Linked DNA regions of Zea mays: region 2 is linked to region 1. Evidence: chromatin contacts called from public Hi-C data. All regions are on one chromosome and are shown on one strand. Each heading gives the region's core, a stretch centred on a gene start, on an enhancer-like site or on the middle of the called end of the contact. The rest is flanking DNA. Distances are from core to core; before and after follow the strand shown. Region 1 holds the start of LOC100193519 (Enoyl-[acyl-carrier-protein] reductase [NADH] chloroplastic). Region 2 holds the start of LOC100383864.

Evidence for each region. Hi-C and Micro-C count contacts between places; a contact is called where the count stands out from the background.
Region 2: a contact with region 1 is called in a Hi-C map of tassel, with 4 times the contacts expected there. The contact joins the promoter of LOC100383864 here to the promoter of LOC100193519 in region 1. A contact is called at or near these places in 2 of 25 Hi-C or Micro-C datasets (ear and tassel).

Annotation. Positions count from the first base shown.
Region 1 is chr4:56,628,495-56,632,961 of Zm-B73-REFERENCE-NAM-5.0, forward strand. LOC100193519 (Enoyl-[acyl-carrier-protein] reductase [NADH] chloroplastic) reads right to left here and starts at 2,443. Exons shown (of 13, transcript NM_001138631.2): 1 at 2,387-2,443; 2 at 1,664-1,915; 3 at 919-1,028; 4 at 779-834; 5 at 621-705. The coding sequence starts at 1,895.
Region 2 is chr4:57,027,086-57,031,570 of Zm-B73-REFERENCE-NAM-5.0, forward strand. It overlaps LOC100383864, which reads left to right and starts at 1,656. Exons shown (of 27, transcript NM_001362216.1): 1 at 1,656-2,149; 2 at 2,245-2,375; 3 at 2,470-2,655; 4 at 2,739-2,822; 5 at 3,366-3,452. The coding sequence starts at 2,050.

The DNA.
Region 1 (4,467 bases), core at 1,193-3,692:
CAAATAGATAGAGATAATAGTATTATAGTAGCAAATAGGAGTACAAGTTCAACATAAATCAACATAATAGACTAGTCCAACTGAAGTAATAGATAGTAGTAGATAACACCCTCATCTCTCAATAGCCATCATCAAACTCATCATAAAATGTAGGAGGATTCTCTTCATCATCTTCCACCTTGTTCGCCTCATCACTATCACTCACATCCATATCCAGATTTAGAGAACTAAAACTGAGTCAACTAACTAAGAACACTGGCAGTTAACTGAAACTAAGTTAATTGAAACAGAGAGAGAGAGCAGAGAGGGAGAGAACAGAGAAAGCAGAGAGGGGAGATAACAGAGAGAGCAGAGAGGGAAGGGAAGATAGCACACTGGGGGAGAGCAGAGAGGGAATAGAGCACGCTGAGGGAGGACAGCCATCCAAGGCGTCCGCAAAGCGTCGCCTAGCGACGGTCAAGGGGTTAAGGCGACGCCTTATTGTCTAAGGCGGACGCCTTAGTCACGGACGCAAGGCGAGGCAGACGCCTTGCCCCTAAACCTCGCCTTTCCGCTTAAGCGACGCCTTAACAACTATGGAAGCCATGTTGCAAAACAGGGATAAAAAATAAGAACATTACATCTTCAGGAACATCATCAGGGGAATCGTAGACAGCATCAAGTGGATAGACTTTAACAATATCCATAAGAGATCCATCTGGCAGCCTGTATCAACAGTAAGTTAGACACCTGCTAAACTGTCTGTATGATGAACCCAATAAAGAACTAAAATACAGACTTCCGTGATTCATCAAACTTTCCACGCCTCAGACTTGTCTCAAATATGTTAAGTGCCTGTCAAAGAAGAATACTACATAAGACAATCGATCAGCAAAAGTGTTCAATGCAAAGAAATCTGTAAGAGTCTGATCAACATACCGGCACCCATGTACCCACAAGAATTTCAGCACCAGCCGCAGCAAGTGCCTTCGCAATTGCCCATCCATAGCCATTATCATCAGCAACTCCAGCAATGAATGCCCTTTTACCTAAAAAATTGTAGTGATTAAAACTTACAGTTAGAGAGCAAACTGACAAAAAGGTTCCTTTTATGTTTTCATTCTTTGAATAAAGGCTACCAAACAACAAATAAAATACTCCGTGCTTGACATGAGAATACTACACAATCTAGTAAATCGATTGTTGGTCCTAGTAATAGCAGAAGTATCTATCTTCTACTGCTAGTGGTTTTCTTTCTAAGGCATCATGGGATATCTTTTATCATATGTTAGTCATATGTCGGAATTTCCTTTTTAAGGTACCACTAACTGGTTTGTTCTACATTCCTTAAAACTACGCTATACAAAGAATCAGACTTCCGCTTACTAATAGGAACTATGGACAATAATAAACATGACCTAAATATATGGTTCAATTTTACAATTATTAACTAGATGATATGTAAAATGCAATTATTCTGGGTATCTAAATGCACTGATGTTTATATATGGTCCTCAGCCGCTTAGGGAAAAAATGTCAGGATGGAACTTTAAGCTATTAACTGAAGCCCACCCCCCCCCCCCCCCCCCCCCCCAACCCCCCCACACACGCGCACACACAAAAAACATATGCTACAAACAAAAAAGTAAATACTTTGCATCATACCAATTTCAATTTGAGTTACCTCTGAGATCAATGGGAAGCCCCTGCGGGCCACACTCTTCCGATATTGCTCTTACAACAACATCATTGCGCTTAAACCTTAGAGGCCAGGAGCAGCTGATTTTGGGGAATGTAGCAGTGGTACTGAGCATGCAATCAGTCCTAGAAACCCGTGCGGTAAGAATTCCTGGCGAGGCCGAAATGCAAGGGCGTGCAGCCACCATCTGCACACCAGCAGCTGCAGAAGCAGTCATCGTCTTCAATGCCAACTAACCTATCCAGAAAGAACATGAACATCGTGTTACAAAATTGTGTCTGAGTTCACTACGGCTACAAGAACATTGTTCACGTTGAGTGTAACAAAGAAAAGTTAAATGAACATCAGCAGAAATAGATCGCTGAGTTCCTGTCGATTTTTTAAGGAATATTGTCTATTTTGGAACAAACAAGGAACCCTTTTCTGGAAGAGAGCGGCTATGTTAACGAATCGGGGACGGAGCATATAGATTGGAAGCTCAGGCAGTCACGCCTAAAGCCCGGGACCATGATTTCAAATTTTCACGCCTCCGGAACTAAAAAGACAACCTAAACACACACATCCAGCTAACACCGGCACAAAAATGATGCATCGACACAAACCACTCGCCCCAGAGATTCACCCTCCGAACCTCCGAACAACAGGGCAGCAGCAGGGCGGATCGAGAACGAGAACAGGACGATTGGGATGGGAGCGGCAGCGGCTTACCTGGCCTTAGGAAATGCGGGACGGGGATCTGACTGAGCACACGATGCGAGTGGTGCCTGGTAGGATAGTGGAGAGAAGCGGAGAGGGAGCAGAGGAAATAAAACGAGGGAGTTTTCGATGAGACCGAGGGAGCAGCTGAGAAACCGAGGACGGGCCGGCGTCTGCCTGCGCCTATTGGTTGGTGCGGAAAGAAAATATACTTTTCTTATTTAAAAACTTAAGCTCGGGTTGATAGCTTGAGCTAAAAAAAATTGATGTAGTTAATGGAACAGGTTATTAAGTGCTTCAAAATACTATAGAACTGAAGTTAAAAGGCATTTAGATAAGCCATTTCATCTATTATTTAAATTAAAAATATTTATAAAACTATTTAAATCTCTACTGTACTTAAATCACTAGTTTCAACGGTCGTCCCGCGTCATCTTTTTAAAAAACATCCCTATATTTCTTCTAAAGGGTGTTAAAAAGCAGTGCACGAGGTAGAGTTTGAACCCACACCCTGATGGAAGAAGGGTGGAATACACTGGACAAAGCTATCTAACAAGTAGAACATTATATTCGGGTGTTTATAATATTGAATATAAATTATATATATATATGATTTTTTGTAAAATAAAAAAATAAACGTGTCGGGCTGGGCCAGCACTACGGGCCGAGGCTACGGCCCAAGCACCGCACGACGCTCGTGCTGGGTTGGCCCATGCACTATTAAATGGGTCGTACCTCGGGCCGGCTCGCCAGACACGACTCGTTTGGCCATCTATACCTCCGCACGATAATGATGGTCCTCGCCTTAGTTGCCCCCACATCGTTCGTCATTCTACTTATTTTCTCTCTTCCCTCATGCCTCCACCTTCGTGCCACTCCATTCTCGGCAGAGGGCGTAGGAGCATGCACCTCCTCCTCATATTCGTCCGACACCAGCTTCGACATCGACTCGCGCAGTGGCTATTGCAAGTCCACGAGAACGTTTCACATCATGCGCGCACCATCGTTTTCGCCATCGTCGGACGTCCCGTTCATCTTCCCGGCCTTCGTCCTGTTCTTCCTCCCCAACCTGCTGCCCCCACCCACGGTTGCAGCTGCGAGCCGACAGATGCTCGTCGACACGGGTACGAAGCGAGTCGGTCATGCTCCTGGCCTTTCACGTGCGTGTCGTCGAGGAGGACATGATAGCGCCTGCCACGCTTAGGTTATCTTGGCGATGATGAGTGCAGGTCTGAGATATTGGACAACCAAGGCCTGTAGCGTGGCAGCAGTCGGCATATGCTACGGATTTGGTGGTGGTGTTGTGTCGCTTCGGCGGATCTAGGGTTGGGAAGACACTCGCATTCTCTCGCCCTTCTCGAATTGACGCCTGGTGTGGGTGCTTCTCGGTTTGGAGCTGCTCCGGCTAGGTTTCTTTCTTCGCTTGCGTGCTCTCTCCCTATATATCTAGCAGTATACTACCTATGTCGCCTCCAGATGTCCAGGTCTTCGTCGTGTCCTTCTCCGGCAACGAACAGGTATGTCCGCCTCTTCCCTTTCCCTCCCGCTCTACGAAACCTTGTAAGTGGGGGAGGCGAGGGATGGGGGTCTCTGATTTGCTGCCTATGGTACCCATGTGTTCATAAAAAATAATATGTGAAGAACGAAGACAATCAATAAAAAAATCTTGAAATATTTTTGGTGGGTAATTTACGTGGGTATTGTTGTGAGCCGTCGCAACGCATGGGTAACCGACTAGTTGATATTATAAACTATAGTTCCACACTATAGCTAAAATATGAAGCCATTCTAAACATCCCTTTATTACGATAAGTATGTTTTTGGAATTTTGGCCATAAACCACGTAAGGCCGGAATCAAGACCATGTACATTATTCAACAAAAATCAACATAAGTTTGATAGTTGAGATTCTTTCTTACAGCATATTATTCAATATAGAAAAAGTAGAACATTTGAATCTGAAAGTCGCCTAGAGGGGGGGTGAATAGGCGAAATCTGAAATTTACAAACTTTAAACACGCACTAAGACCGGGGTTAGCATTAGAATTTAATCGGAGTATGGAAGATAGTTCTCCTTGCTTAGAGTTGCTCAA
Region 2 (4,485 bases), core at 406-2,905, 400 kb after region 1:
GCCATCATTGCCTATCTGGCGGAGCTAGCCAGATGGGACACCGGTCTTGTTCTTTGCGGCCCGAGTCGGCTTGGGGTAGGGCGATGATGGCGCTCCCTGTTGACGTGGCGGGCCCGCGCCCGAGGCCGGGCGACGTGGGGGCTCCTCCGAAGCTGGGGTCGAGTCTGTCTTCCGTTGCCGAGGCCGAGTCCGAGCCCCTGGGTCAGGCGAGGCGGAGGTCGTTCGGTAGAGGCCAGGGCGGAGTCCGAGCCGTGGGTCGGGCGAAGCGGAGTTCGCCGTCTTCTGGGGCTGAGCCTGAGTCCGAGCCCTGGGTCGGACGGAGCGGAGTTCGCCGTCTTCCGGGTCTTAGCCCGAGTCCGAGCCCTGGGTCGGGCGGAGCGGAGTTCGCCGTCTTCCGGGTCTTGGCCCGAGTCCGAGCCCTGGGTCGGGCGGAGCGGAGTTCGCCGTCTTCCGGGTCTTAGCCCGAGTCCGAGCCCTGGGTCGGGCGGAGCGGAGTTCGCCGTCTTCCGGGTCTTAGCCCGAGTCCGAGCCCTGGGTCGGGCGGAGCGGAGTTTCCTATGGCGCCTTTGGCAGGGCCTGACTGCCTGTCAGTCTCACTCTGTCAAGTGGCACTGCAGTCGGAGTGGCGCTGTCCTTCTGTCAGACCGGTCAGTGGAGCGGTGAAGTGACGGCGGTCACTTCGGCTCTGCCGGGGGGCGCGCGTCAGGATAAATGTGTAAGGCCACCTTTGCGTTAAATGCTCCTGCGACTTGGTCGGTCGGTGCGGCGATTTAGTCAGGATTGCTTCTTAGCGAAGGCAAGGCCTCGGGCGAGCCGGAGATGTGTCCGCCGTTAAAGGGGGGCCTCGGGCGAGACGGAGATCCCTAGGGGTCGGCTGCCCTTGCCCGAGGCTACGCTCGGGCGAGGCGTGTGATCGAGTCGCTCGTACGGACTGATCCCTGACTTAATCGCACCCATCAGGCCTCTGCAGCTTTATGCTGATGGGGGTTACCAGCTGAGAATTAGGCGTCTTGAGGGTACCCCTAATTATGGTCCCCGACACATTCTCTCGCCCTTTTCGGACTGACGCATGGTGCGGGTGCCTCTCGGTTTGGAGCCGCTCTGGCTAGGCTTCTTTCTCCGCTTGTGTGCTCTCTCCCTGTATGTATCTAGCGGTATACTACCTATGTCGCCTCTAGATGTCCATGTCTTCGTCGTGTCCTTCTCCGGTAACGAACAGATATGACTGACTCTTCCCTTCTCTTCCTGCTCTACGAAACCTTGGAAGTGGGGGAGACGAGGGATATGAGTCCCTAATTTGCTGCTTATGGTACCCATTCGATGGCTCGACATCGCCTGTCAATATGGCCATTCCTTTACCACGATGTCGATTCGGTTAGTCAAATCAAAAAAAATATTGTGGGGAGAGCAGAGACAATTAATAAAAAATCTTGAGATCTTTTTGATGAATAGTTTACGTGGTATTGTTGTGAGCCGTCGCAACGCACGAATAAACTAGTACTGTATAATATATATATATATATTATATATATATAAACAAAATAGTTGGCCAGGTACGGGCCCAACTGCATCCGGCCCCGGTGGCCCAGCAGCCTGAGCCAGCGCGCCTGTGCATCTTCTTCCAGCGTGCCGTCGCCTGCATCAAGCGCGGCGCACGCCCACTCGTCCTCTCGGCTCTCGTCCAGACGCCCAGTCGCCCTAGCCATAGGCCCCTAGCCCTAGCACAGCAGCACAACAGCGCCGCCCCCCGCCCCCGGTGGCCCGGCCCCCCGCCCGTTCACCCGCGCAACCGCGCCGCGCGACCCGCGTCCGGCGGCCGCCCATCGCCAGTGCCGTGACACGTCACTCCGACGCCGTCGCCACCAAATCTCCTGGCAACGCCTCACGTCTTCTAGTTCTAATTCCAGCCTCACTGCTGCCATCACCTCCGCCTGCTGTGTGTCTTCCACCTCGCGCTGCCAAAGCCGACAAACCCTAGCCCAACTCTCCCTACCCTCGCCCATCCCACTCCTTTCGTCCGATTCGTGGAGGCGACGGAGGGGCTAAGGCATGACGACCGATGGGCAGCTCAGGGAGTGGGTCTCCGACAAGCTCATGAGCCTCTTGGGCTACTCCAAGAGCGTCGTCGTTCAGTACGTCATCAGGCTTGGTATGCGGCGTTCGTCGAGCTCCTTTCTTTTTCATGTTGCTCGATTCTGTTCCTCTTCTGTTCGTTTACTATGGATCATGTGTGTGCATTCCCAGCGAAGGAGTGCTCTTCACCCGGTGACCTCGTGGGCAAGCTTGTTGAGTTTGGGTTCAGCTCGTCTGCGGAGACCCGCACCTTCGCGTCGGATGTCTACGCCAAGGTTCCCCGCAGGGCCAGCGGCATCAGTGTACGTTTCAACTTTCTCCTTACATTGTTCTTCCCATTGCATTTTGTGAGGGTCCCTTGTTCGTGGATAAAGTACATCTTTTTGTTTGTTCCAGAATTACCAGAAACAGGAGAGGGAGGCGGCAAAGCTTGTCCAGAAACAGAGTACTTACAAGCTGTTGGTCAACGAGGATGACAATACTGACAACCAGACACTGGCAAGTCAAAAGACCTCAACAAATCCATCATCTAAGAGTCGGAAGCATTTCAGGAGGAAAGCAGATCAAGACAGTGATGGTGATGTATGACCCAAGTGCTAACAGCCCCCTCCCTCCTCCCCCCTCTCTTTTACATACAATGATTCAAGTTGAGATGTTGTGTTTAGGAAGTAGTGGCAACAGATTCTGGAAGGAATGTCCGTCGACGAACAGAAGAGGAGGATGAAGAAGGTGGCATCGGCAGTTCTGATGTATGTCTTCTTCTAGGACTAATAATTTGTTGTATATTAAAGTATGGAATTATGGTTTGTCAACTACTTTACTACTATCTCCACTCTAAATAGGTACTTCTAGGTTTGTTTTGGGTAAAAAACCCCGATATGTTAACTTTTAACCAAGTTTGTACAAAAATAATTAACATATATGACACCAAATTGAAGGACAGACCTGGTAGAGTGGCGAGAAGCCTTTCCACTGAGCCGTCCTGGGTTCGACGCACCCTCTCTACAAAATACAGGGGGTAAGGCTTGTCTCGGTTATTTTTGCCCTGGACCCCACTCATGTGGGAGCCACCATAACTGGGTCTGTCCTTTTTATATATGACACCAAATCAGTACATTCCGAACATATATTTCATAATTGATCAAATAATACCAGTTTAGTGCTTAAATGTTGCTATTTTGTTCTAAAAATTTGGTCAAATCTAACATAGTTCGAATTAGGACAAACCTCGAAGTATCTATATGGAGGGAGTATTATTTATTGTTGAATCTGGTTTATTTGATGCCTTGTAGGAAGAGAAAGAAATGATTAGAGATCAGCAGGAAAAGGCTCAGCTAGAAAGAAACATGAGAGAAAGAGATGCAGCTAACACAAGGAAGGTAATTATCCAATTAGCTGATACTTCTTGACTTGCGTCTATTTCATTTGGAGAACAAATAGATTATAGTTGTAGAGTTGAATTCCAAATGAAAACACAGAAGAACATAAAATCAAAATATGAAGGATCTTGATTACCCAAATAGGTATTTTGATCAACATTTTGAGTGTTGATATTTTTTGATGCTCCAATTGTAGGAATACCATTTAGTAAGCAATATATCAAAGTTCAGGAAACATTTCTGCTTCTTGTGAGCTTTACAAAGTTAAATGAATATAACGAAGCTGTGCTTTTCCACTCATTCTACCATGTTGCGGTAGCAATATATCACTTGAGGTTAGTCACAATTTGGTTGTTGGTTCTGAGCGCCATTTGAAGGTGTTTCCTGTGTACAATGGATAGTTAAAAACCCAATATAAACCACAATCAAGGTTTTCATGCACATGGATAGTTATTTTCTGTGCACTTCTATTCAAGGCTAAATCTTTGGGTGTATCCTATCCTTTCAAGTCTCTTTTTACTGCTTCTTCCCATGTCAACTTTGTTTTTTCTCTTCCTCTTCCTCTTCCTCTTCCTCTTTTCTCATTGCTATCACGTCTTAGGATCTCACTATGCACTAGCGCCTCTGGAGGTCCGTTGAACATGTCCAAACCATCTCAATTGATGTTGGACAAGCTTTTTTTTTTTCAATTGGTGCTACTCCTACCTATCACGTAGACTCGATCCTTGTATGACTACAATCCAACGCAACATACACATTTCCGCAACACTCATGTGCTGAACATGTCTTTTTGTAGGCCAACATTTTGCATCATACAATATAGTAGGCCTAATTACCGTTCTAAAAAATCTGCCGAGTAAAATGCAGTAGTGGTCCTCGAACTTGGCACACAGTGTCACTTGGTTCCCCGAATTCAAAACCAGGAAAACAGGTCCTGTGATTTTGTCGGATCATGCAAAACCGTCAAAAACCGGATTTCTTCAAACCAGTTGTTGACGTGACGTGTCATGTTGGAGTCACTTGGGTCCCCGAA